2 separate regions of the Mus musculus genome follow, and region 2 is linked to region 1. A link is a contact called in public HiChIP or PLAC-seq data. All regions are on one chromosome and are shown on one strand. The core of a region is the stretch at or near the end of the contact, and the rest is flanking DNA. Distances in the headings are between cores, read along the strand shown.

The links. HiChIP or PLAC-seq counts read pairs in DNA pulled down with a chosen protein or histone mark.
Region 2: an H3K4me3 HiChIP or PLAC-seq map of embryonic stem cells shows a contact between it and region 1, with 55 read pairs. The contact joins the enhancer-like site here to the promoter of Castor1 in region 1. A contact is called at or near these places in 4 of 39 promoter capture datasets (hematopoietic stem and progenitor cells, macrophages, neutrophils and 1 more), 3 of 15 datasets of contacts at CTCF or cohesin (CD8 T cells and embryonic stem cells), 26 of 484 Hi-C or Micro-C datasets (B cells, CD4 T cells, CD4 single positive thymocytes and 14 more), 11 of 115 datasets of contacts at active chromatin or transcription factors (the 230-238 cell line, CD8 T cells, the HPC-7 cell line and 3 more) and 4 of 9 other capture datasets (adipose tissue, embryonic stem cells, liver and 1 more).

Annotation. Positions count from the first base shown.
Region 1 is chr11:4,215,246-4,220,908 of GRCm38.p6, forward strand. It overlaps Castor1 (cytosolic arginine sensor for mTORC1 subunit 1), which reads left to right and starts at 2,980. Exons shown (of 9, transcript NM_028022.2): 1 at 2,980-3,181; 2 at 3,703-3,773; 3 at 4,863-5,047; 4 at 5,130-5,262; 5 at 5,438-5,561. The coding sequence starts at 3,069. It overlaps Tbc1d10a (TBC1 domain family, member 10a), which reads left to right. Exons shown (of 9, transcript NM_134023.1): 9 at 1-260.
Region 2 is chr11:4,268,555-4,274,217 of GRCm38.p6, forward strand. It overlaps Lif (leukemia inhibitory factor), which reads left to right. Exons shown (of 4, transcript NM_008501.2): 4 at 370-3,960. The coding sequence ends at 780. Among named protein-coding and RNA genes, the nearest start is that of Lif, 14 kb to the left of the region's middle. Within about 2 kb of position 2,802, at least 77 of the 459 cell types and tissues checked have an H3K27ac peak or open chromatin away from gene starts, as enhancers often do. A contact at or near this core is called in adipose tissue, cortical glia, embryonic stem cells and 2 more, where this site is marked.

The sequences.
Region 1 (5,663 bases), core at 1,730-4,229:
ACTGCTTGGCCCGTGGGCTGGGATAGGATCTGGCTGGTCCAGTACAGAGTCTGCCTGGGCCTCCTTATTTATTTTCTCTTGAGTTGAGCTGGTCCAGCCAGCACAGGCAGAAGCTGTGGCCAAAGGGGTTGGGTCTCAGCCCCATCCTTCTGGGGAGATGTTACCCAGGGGTAGGGTGCTGGCATGCGGGGAGGCGGTGGGGTACTCTTTGTGTAAAATAGATATATGGTTTTGTACGGAAATAAACAGGCTTGTGTATAGAGCTGTGTATAGTTAGGACCCAAAGGGCTATCGCCCTTCATCCCGGGAGCCCCCCTGAAACATACAGGAGCACGGAGTCCAGAGCCAATTACTGTTCTTGGCTCTTCTCTCTCGACCCATCTTTCTTCCATGTTCACCTCTACACAGAAGAGTCAGTCCAGGCTAAAGCCCACCACTGGGCAGAACAGGAAATAGTCCCCAAGGCCTTGCTCTGTGCTTCTTTATTGGGGATTGGGGGTAAGATCCTGAAGAGGTAGCTAAAGGCTCCAAGGCCAGACCTAGATGCTGACCATAGCAGGGAGTAGGGAGAAACAGACTTGGAGGAGCTTCCAGGCGTTGCCTGGGCCTAGGCTGCATTGTCCTGGTACAGCTGGGAATACTGAGTCTGGAGAGGCGAATGGTTACCTGAGGTTCAGGGCAGCTTCACATTCTCTGCCTCCTGCTTCTCAGCCCTGTGGCTCTCCACTCTGTCCACACTTGCCGTGGTGAGATGAGGAGCTCACTTAAGACCCCAGTTAACTTGTGAGCACTCACACAGTATCAGGGGCTGCCGCCAGGGCAAGGTACTGCAGGCGCCTGACACAAGCCTCCACCAAAGAAAGACAGGTGAGGGGAGAAGTGGGCCTCCTTGATAAAGCGCTACTTTCTGTTGGCTGACACGGTCCACATGCCAGGCTGGGCTTGTGTCTGACATAAGAGGAGTTCAATGTCCTCCTCCTCCAAGTGCCACATTTGCACCCAAGCCCCTCACCCAAGTGAGCAGAGGGCGGTGGAGGGTCAGGCAGGTGCTCAGCTACAACCTGATAGTTGGCGGTGAGGAGAACAGGGTGTCCCTGGGAGAGGCCCCCCTTCTGCTGAGGAAGCAGCTTTTCTAGTCAAACAATAGTGGTTGTTCCTGGCCTGAGACCAAGCTGGGCCAGACCATAGCAGGGGACAGGGAGGGAGGGACAGACTCACAGGGAGCTTTTAGGCATTGCCTGGGCCTAGCACGTGTTGTCCTGGTACAACTGGGGAGACTGAGGCTAGAAAGGCAAACGGTTACCAGAGACTCTGGGCAGCTTGCACACTCTCCACCTCCTGCCTCTCACTCCTGTGGTTTCCTACTCTGTTCACACTTGCTGTGGTGAAATGGGCTCAGCCTTTGAAAAGCACCCCCCAACCCCCTTAGTTCTCCAGGGGACAGGCCAGGATGTGACGGCTGCACACTGTTCCATGAGAATTATCTGGAGCTAGCAAAGCCAGGAACAGGACTGAGCCCAGCTTCCTTCTGCCTGTGATGCAGGGTCTGGAGCATCAAGTCCTGCGTGGGCCTGTTGGGTCTTGATCACACCCAAGGCCTGCTTTAAACTACCTTGTTTAAAGCCTCCAACCTGAAGCCGAGTGTCTGGGCCAAACAAGGGCCCTTTGGAGCATGCCCCATCCTGCCGTGAAATCAACCTGTGCTTGCTCGTTTCTGCTCAGCCTTGGGGTTTTCTTAAACCTTGATCACTGGGGTGTCTGCCAGTGCTTAGGGGCCTTCTTGGATCTGTAGCTAATTTAGATGTGTTCAGGCCAGTTGAGTTCTGCAAATGATGAGACGCTTTAAGAAAACTTCAACAGGGAGGTCTCTGGTTTGATACCCAGGGAACCTCAAATACTATGGCCTGTCCCCTCAGTGTCTGAGCCCTGGGCATTCTCACTTCAGGTACTTAGGGTTGTCCCTGGAATAAGATTCAGAATCTAGGGGTAAGGGCTGGAGAGATGGCTCAGCAGTTAAGAGCACTGACTGCTCTTCCGAAGGTCCCGAGTTCAAATCCCAGCAACCACGTGGTTCACAACCATCCGAAATGAGATCTGATACCCTCTTCTGGTGTGCCTGAAGACACAGTATACTTACATATAATAAATAAAATTTAAAAAAAGATTCAGAGTCCATAGTATGTTGCTTAGACAGGAGAGGAGGACCCTTTTTCGGTTCCTCCCCTCAGTGGGGAGCATTCTATTTCAGAAGTTGTTTGACTAAAAACTGCCACACCGGCCAGGTTTTGCTGGTCGAAACAACAACAAGATAGGGTTGCAGTACTATCAAACCAACCTTGGGCACCCCATTCTTAGGGATCTTTAGTCCTTACTGTCCTTGTCAGCTCTGCAGTCCCTGCCCCCTACCCCCGGCAATAAAAGGAAGATAGGCTCCAACTCAGCTGTTCCGCGGGTCTCCAGCCTAACCTCCCCACTCCGGAGATTTATGGACAGCTCTGGCCCCAACAGAGCTCCAGCCCGGCTTCCAGCCTTCCTACAGTCCAGACAGGGTTTTTCTGTGTAGTTCTAGCTGTCCTGGAAGTCACTCTGTAGACTAGTCTGGCCTCGAACTCACAGAGATCTGCCTGCCTCTGCCTCCCTAGTGCTGGGATTAAAGATACACACTTACCACCGCCAGGCTCTGCGTTTTAGTGGCTTTAACCATAAAGCCCACGTGCGAGCCTGGAGGATAGACAGGGAGGGGACCAGGAGCTTCCAGCACGTTCCCAAACCCAACACAGCGGGCGTCCAGCGGAAAGGGCGTGTCTGGGGCGTGTCCTTGAAGGACTCAGATGGGTGAGGGCTAGAAGAGTGGCTTTGGCAGAGTTTGAAGGCAGCCCGCAGCGCCCGGTAGGCAGGGCTCAGGAGGAGGCGTGGCCACTTCACAGTGGCTGTGGGGCGTGGCCGCCGAAGTGTGGATCCCTGGCTGGGCGGACCGGTAGCGGGCGGTGCTTCTTTAAGCCCGGCGCCACCGCATCGCCTCCTGCCTAGGTCTCGCTGGCGGCCAGGCCGGGGCTGCCGTATCTGCGATGGAACTTCACATCCTAGAGCACCGGGTGCGAGTACTGAGCATTGCCCGTCCGGGCCTCTGGCTCTACACCCACCCGCTCATCAAGCTGCTCTTCCTGCCCTGTCGCAGTCGGTGCGCACCCGGGTTCACGAGCGCAGGTCGGGCGGGTGGAGGCTCCTCTGCCCCTCTGGGCCAGGGGCGGAGGACTAGAGTCGCCGCGAAGCAGCGGGTACCGGGTGGGGACGCTAGCCACTCTGGCCATCATCCAGCCTGGGCCTTACCCTTTCTGCGACGCCGCCTATCCGGCCCGGAGGGCCCCGCTCCCAGGGCTTGTCAAGGTGCAAACTGCCTGGAGTAGGCAGTGTAGTGGGGGCATGTGTTCCTTGGCAGGCTGTAGCCCCTTTCTAGTCTCCTCACGTTAACTTTTGAGAGTTGTCCAGGGGGACCCAAAGCCTTCCACTTCTGTGGAATGGAGGGGAGATCCCAAATATGGGATCTAGACTCATTGATCCAAGGAAGAGAGTGAGGCCCGAGTGCGGGTCCGGAAGGCTCCTGGTGGGGGGTCCTTTAGTGCTGCTGGAGCAGACTTCATTTGCTGTCTCCATTCCATTCACTCTAGGCTGAAAGTCTTCCCACCCCTTCCCTCCTCCTAGGTGCAAGTTCTTCAGCCTGACTGAGACTCCGGAAGATTACACTCTCATGGTGGATGAGGAGGGCTTTAAAGGTCGGAACTGGTTCCTTGTTTGCCTCTAAGCAGTATTCTTACTAAGTTTAGGGATCCAGCTTCCCAGAGAGCTTAGACCCCAAAGGAATATAGGTCCGGGTTCAAACCTTCCATCACTCACTGAAGTACTGTGTGGGATGGAGTCGTGACCGTTTGACAAAATTTGTGAGAGTTTTATAAACGTAAAACCCACACGGAGCTGAATATGAGTCCCAGGCCAGCACAGGTGGCCATGGTGTCTCACAGTTTTAGGGGAAAATAAAGGGGTTCCTGCAGCTGTTTTACCCTGAACATTATTTCTTCTTGGACTTGTCTCCCCAGTGGAAAGCAGCCCCTCCCTTACTGGCTTGGGAAGCCTAGGCGGCTGAGAGTTAGGGAAGGAATGCAGGGGCAGGCAGCAAGCCCAGAGCAGGGTCCAGGGCCTCCTGGCTGAGTCTGAGTGAACAACAGCTACCCTGGCCCTTGTCCCTGTTCAGGACTGGGACCGGGGAAATGACTTCTGGCTTCCATGTCTGCCTGCTTGCCCCATCCTCTAAGGCCTGGAGTCTCAAGCTAGCCACCTAGAGTTTGGCTGAGCCTCCCTCCCTAAGGACTTAGATTCCCTGTTCTGTAGGGAAATCTGTCTGCAAGGGAGCTTTCCCATCAGTTGGTCACTGGGTGCCCTCTGGTGGTGCTTTGAAGCCCATGAAGTCCATTTTGCAGATAGGAAACAGACTAAATGGTGTTTGTAATCCCAGCACATAGGAGGCTGTGGCAATAAGATCAGTTTAAGTTAAATCTCAGCTTAATCTACATTGTAAAGGCGCTGTCTCAAAGCAAACAAAACGCCCCAAAACACACTTGTCTCACACAGCAAAATGGTGTAAAAAGAAAAAAGAAAAAGAAAAATCTGGGCCTTGAATCTAGTTGTGAGTTTGGAGTAGTAATGCTCACTGAGAATGCTCGCATGATGCACACCAAGGTAGAAACGATAGGAACCGGCCCTGAGCTCTGAGTCTGTCAGGAAACAGATCTGATGGGCAAGGTTTAAACAGAGAAACTGAGAGGCGGAGAGAGCTGACTAACCAGGCATGTACCTCCTGCCCACAGAGCTACCCCCATCCGAGTTCCTGCAAGTGGCTGAGGCCACATGGCTGGTGATGAACGTATCTCACAGTGGCTCCGTGGTGCAGGCTGCTGGAGTAACCAAGATTGCCCGGTCTGTCATTGCCCCGCTGGCTGAACACCATGTGTCTGTTCTGATGTTGTCCACATACCAGACAGACTTCATCCTGGTGGGTTTTGGGCAGGTGCTAATGCAGGTCATACGCAGAGGGACCTGGTGTTGCGTAATATGTGTCCTTTGCCTTGACCCAGGTACGGGAGCAGGACCTGTCTGTGGTGATCCACACACTGGCCCAGGAGTTCCAAATCTACCGTGAAGTAGGCGGGGAGCCTGTGCCCGTTACTGGAGACGATTCCAGCAATGGCTTTCCCCAGATCCAGCACGGTGAGGTCTGCCCGCCAGCACCCAGATTTAAGTGGGACCTTTTCCCACGGGAGGGCTTGTCTTTTAAAAGGGTGCAAAACACTCTCACTGTATGAGATGGGCTAGCCTTTCCTTGACCTGCCACCAGGGGTCGCCCCAGTCCAAGATAACCTTGTGGCCCCTGTCTCCTGAGCAGGGCCCAGTCCCACGGTGCATCCCATTCAGAGCCCTCAGAACCGCTTTTGTGTCCTCACACTGGACCCTGAGACACTGCCGGCTGTCGCCACCACCCTCATCGATGTCCTCTTCTACTCCCACAGGTGGGTCATGCGTGCACGTGATCTCTGCCTCCCACTACTGTTTCCTGCCCTCTGCCTTTTGTCTCATCCCTTCTGTTACTCTGTGTCATGCTCAGTGCCTTA
Region 2 (5,663 bases), core at 1,552-4,051, 53 kb after region 1:
CCCATGGCTCAGGGTACCAAAGAAGAGGCTATGCAGTGAATGGACAGGGAGGTGTCATTGAAAGCAGTGTGTGTGGGGGGCCCAGGAAGAGGCTGGGGTGACTGAAAGTGCAAGTGTATGTGGTGTTCTGGCTGAGGTGACACCTGCGACATGCCACATTTCCTCTATCCATTTATGTCACCGTGACCTTGGTGAGTGAGTTCACATTTCTGATCATTGCTGACTAATGATTCTAGTTGCCTACAGGGCAGCAAGTGGAGTCCCCATGTCACAGGTGGGGAAACAGAAGTGCAAGAGCTTGCCCCAAGGGTTGGTGGCGGGCTAGAACACTCACCCTGACTCCCACATCACCTCTCCTCTCTTCTGCAGTACACAGCTCAAGGGGAGCCGTTTCCCAACAACGTGGAAAAGCTATGTGCGCCTAACATGACAGACTTCCCATCTTTCCATGGCAACGGGACAGAGAAGACCAAGTTGGTGGAGCTGTATCGGATGGTCGCATACCTGAGCGCCTCCCTGACCAATATCACCCGGGACCAGAAGGTCCTGAACCCCACTGCCGTGAGCCTCCAGGTCAAGCTCAATGCTACTATAGACGTCATGAGGGGCCTCCTCAGCAATGTGCTTTGCCGTCTGTGCAACAAGTACCGTGTGGGCCACGTGGATGTGCCACCTGTCCCCGACCACTCTGACAAAGAAGCCTTCCAAAGGAAAAAGTTGGGTTGCCAGCTTCTGGGGACATACAAGCAAGTCATAAGTGTGGTGGTCCAGGCCTTCTAGAGAGGAGGTCTTGAATGTACCATGGACTGAGGGACCTCAGGAGCAGGATCCGGAGGTGGGGAGGGGGCTCAAAATGTGCTGGGGTTTGGGACATTGTTAAATGCAAAACGGGGCTGCTGGCAGACCCCAGGGATTTCCAGGTACTCACTGCACTCTGGGCTGGGCCATGATGGAATCTGGCAAAGTTGAAACTTCCATAGGCAGAGCTTCTATACAGCCCAGCACCAGCTAGAAATGGCAATGAGGGTGTTGGTCTGAGAGATTTCTGTCTCACTCACTCACTCACTCACTCTCACTCACTCACTCACTCACTCACTCAGCCCCTTGCTTGCTGGGTGTATGAACAAGCTGCACAAGTTGTCTACAGCAGACAGCAAAGGGCTGGGAAGTGTCCTAGACCCCTACAGAGTCACCATCATCTGGTCCTTTGCTGTCTCTCAGAGAAACTTTGGAAGGCTTGGTTGGGATGTGAGAGAGCTAAGGGGACTGGGATCCAGAAGGAATCCTTTTATTTTATTTTATTTTATTTTATTTTATTTTATTTTATAAGTTTTGTGGGTGGAAGGGTACCCTGGGGTGGAATGATGGAATGTGTCTTCTCTTGAGTTGGATGAGAGAGTTCAGGCTTAGAGACTGTCAGATGGAAGAGTCTAGGTCACCAGTGTTCAGGCTCCCACAGAAGCACAGCGGCCAGCTTCCAGTTGTCAAAGCCTGACGAACTCGGTTAGCTTCTATGCAGTTCCCCCCACAGCCTGGCGTGGTTGGGGTCTGCCAGCTGGACCTAGAGGTGAGGTGTGTGCAGGCAGGAAGAGGCAGGCTGCAAAGGCAGGTTCCCAGAGTCCTCCCGGGGAAGGACCTCTAACTGTCTAGGAGTCAGGGAAGGAGCAAGGCAGCCAGCCATTGCTGAGGCAGTAGCCGACTGCAGCTCTCATCTGCTTCTCAACCCCTGAGAACAGGTGATCTTGAGCAGACAGACAGGTAGCATAAAGTAGAATGTCGGGTCTGAGGCCCCGGAGGTCGCAAAGGTACTTGAAGGGGACCAGAGGGCTGTCTTGGGTCCCTGGAGCATGGAGAAGCAGAACTTGAGGTCAGGGTCTCAGGGAAGATGAGGCCCAGAGTGCTGTGTTTGATCCAGCACAGCTGTCTATTTATTACTATGTCCTATTTATATTAACTTATTGGTGCTTTAAATGGCAAAGTTAATTCCCCGAAATGGTATGAGGCTCCTTCCATGGGAGCTGGGGCCGAGACTCTCCACCTAGTGGGGCCTGGTCTGGAGGCACATGATTGTTACAGGTGCAGCTCATGGGTCAAATCAGAGAGCTGGCTAGCTCCTCTGTCTCCCACTGTGACTCACTTTTAGGGTGTCAGGGTCCCCCAGAAAAAGCTGGGCCAGTTTGTCTCTCTGCTTCTGTCTCTGTCTCTCCGAGTCTGTCTCTGTCTGTCTCTGTGTCTCTGTCTCTTTGTCTCTCTCTGTCTCTGTCTCTCTCTCTCTCTCCCCGCCCCCCCCCCTTCTCCCTCTGGTCTCCAAGGGGGTGGAACAGTTTCTTGTTGTTTTGTCCCACTGAGCTCTCTGGCACCCCCTAGATTCCTGCTATGCGGTGCACCATTCATAATGAAGTGAATGGCTCTGGAACCTTGGGCAAAACTGATTCCTTCCTCAAATCGTAGCTGAGGAGTGCTGAAACATCCTGACCCGGCACCCAGCGTGCTTTCGACCAGCATGGAAGCTCCTCGGGTGGCCCGAACACCCACAGAGGGTGAATACAGGAGGTTGGAGCAGTGCAGGCCCTGAACTGGGCCTGAACAGCTGCCCAGTGCGCCAGAGAAGGGGAGATCAAGGCCCGAGACGCCTGGGACACAGACCAGGAAGCTGTGGTCCTTGCTTCATCGCTGCCTTCCCACTCCCGCCCATGTCTGGGCTCCCAGGCAGGGAATCCGATCTGATCTCTCCTTTGTGCTGAGGCCAGGCAAGCAGAGGAACGCCCTCGATCTGGGAGCAGGGTAGGGAGGAAGGCAGCCAAGCTGGGGCAGTGGCTGACTACAGAGCTAGCTGCCTGCCTCTCAGGCTCTGAACAGGGCGGTCCTTAGCAGTTCAGCAGTGGGATTCTGCTTCACGCGGTTTTGCACCTTTCTCTGTCACTCTCTAAGCACTTTACCTGGACGGCAGGTGGACAGGCCCTGGAGCTCTGGCTTAGGAAAGGCCTGGAACCATAGATGCAGCAAGGAGACTATGGTGGGGGCCACGCGTGTCAGCGACAAAGTTACTCCACCGTACTCCTGTTGCTGCGTCAGGCTCATCTCAGGACTGGCTGCCCTTCTCCAAGCTGAGAGTCAATTTGTCTAAAAGCCAAGATGATGCCACAGCCTGGGGCCTGTTGGGCTTTGTCATCACTTCACATTTGTATGGACTTGGACTCTCTGGGCTCCGCCCACCTGGCAGCTTTGAAGGCTCAGGGACCAATGGACTCTCTCCGTGCACGCCCCCGTCCCCCCAACGCAACCACCTACCTGCGTCTTACTCCATCAGTTGCCCAGCATCCCAGAACCATTGAGCCTTTGGGGAAAACAGACTTTAGGGGCAGGTAGTTGCTCACCTGACATCTTTCACCTGGAAGCATTGACTTCCACCGAGCATAGTAGGTAGTGTGTCTGGACCAGAGAAAAAGGGATGGGGCATTTTGCAGTTTATCCAGAGAGAAGCAAAGGGGCCTTTATTTATTATTTAAAACTTCAAACCTGAAAGCACTGAGAGTTTACTGGTCTGCCCCCCTCCCCCCACTCTTGTCTATTTCTGTGTCCTTGATCCCGACTCAAGCAACCCAGCTCTGCTTTGCCTGCTCTCTGGAGCAGACATGGTATGTGGGCCAGGACCCCGGAGTCTTGCATGGTAGCGGCTTCAGAAGGGAAATGATATGGCTGTCTGCATTCGGATGACTCCCCAGTCCCAGCCCAGCCTCTCCTTTGCACTGCTGCTCTCCCTCTTTCCTTTCCTTTGGAAGGGACTTGGCCTTGGGTGACAAATTCCTCTTTGATGAATGTACCCTGTGGGAATGTTTCATACTGACAGATTATTTTTATTTATTCAATGTCATATTTAAAATATTTATTTTTTATACTGAAGGAGTGTCTTTTTTTTTTAAAGAAAAAATGAAATAATAAAGAACTCATTCTTGTTGAGCCTTCTGGAGTGCATTGATTTGGTGAGGGCTTGTGGGGGAACCTCCTGTTGGGACTATAGGAGGATTGGAAGATGAGATTTCCTCCATCGGTCCAGGAGGGGTAGGAGGGTGGTATTTGGGCCCAGAAATAACAGTGAGTGGTGTTTAGAATATGAGGTGCCACTAAGAGAGGGGACCGATGGCTTCCATGGGTACTGGTGTGACATCTCACTAAGCACAACAGCCAGTTTGTTCCCGGTTAGCTGAGGAGAGAACTGAAGCCCAGAGCGAGGAACTGAATATCCAGAGTAATCTAAAATGTCGAGGTCACCCCTCCCAGTGAGAGGTGACCCCAGCTAGTCCCCAGCCCAATGGGTGTGGGCCCACTCAGCTCCCAACCCTCATGTTCTCTCTGCGTGGAGTTTCAGGGATTTGGAAATGGCGTCTGTCTGGAGCTCCGTCACCCAGGAAGGGTCCACAGGCACAGGAGCAGCATCAACATTGGTCCAGAGGCTCCTATCAGAATCACACGAGACATTGTGCCCTAAGTGGGCTAACTAAGCAGCCATGACAGCATTTCTGCAAGGCTTTTTTGGGGGGGGTACCGATGGCTCTCAGGGAGTGCTTCCTCCCACAAAGAGATGCCTTCTCCACAGCACCCTTTCTCTATTCCTTGGGGAACAATGGGGGTCAAACTGTTAGACACAGATGTGTCTGGTAGGTCCCCTAAATATCTCCTGTACTTTGCTCTGGGGTTTGAATCTTGGGCTCCCCCTGAGAGATTCATTATGGAAAGCAGAGCAGAGTTTCTGCATCTATGAATTGGTACACAAATGTGTATCTTGGTTGTTGCCTGGAGGCAATGGCTAACCCTTCTGAGAAGATACCAATGATGGAAAGCTTTTTAGGCATTGGTAAGTCCAAGGCAGGAGGTTACAGAATCATCGGGCAGGCATCTTCAGCCAGCATCTCATCTTCTCTCTGCCAGGATAGGACTGACTGCCTCCCACTTCTCCAGCTCTGCTTAGTATGGGCTTCGCAGGGAGCTGGTGAGGAATGTGGAGTCCCAGTGTCTTGCCTCAGTGATGAGAGGCTGCAGCTTCAAAAACCAGCCAGACTCCCTGGGCATCTGTGGATATGTGGAGTGAGAGGAAGGCTACCCTCACCAGCCCCTCATGACATCACCCACTAACCCAGCAAAGTGGCCTGGGCCTGGCGACCAACATCGGGAAAGGTTCTGAACATCCCCTTGCTGGAAGCCCACGTGTCCTTTCCTCCTGCGGGCAGATGAGTGCTGCCCCGCCCAAACAGGCCCTTATCCATCCTTAAACCTTATCTACAGTTCAGGGAAGAGCAGATTGAAGATGCTTAGAAGCACAGTCAGGAGCTGCAGGGGTGTGGACCTAAGGCAGCCTCTGGGGTTGGTTTCTCACCCAGGGCTTTGGTTCTTGGGTTGAATCCACCACCTGCCTGCCCTCTGGGAGAGGCCCTGGCCTGGCCTGATGGAACAATGGACTATTAAAGGCCATTAGGTCACACTGAGAGTACTGTGACAATCACTGTGTGATAGGAAGAAGCGGTGGTGGGCCTGCTGTGCTGGGAAAGGTTGGCTGGGGTCCTTGCCTCTCTCCATCACCGTTTATCTCTCAATCTATGAACCTGTGAGAGCAATCAGAGAGGAGAGCGGCCCTCTTTACTTAAAGTGGTGCCCGAGGGAGCTAA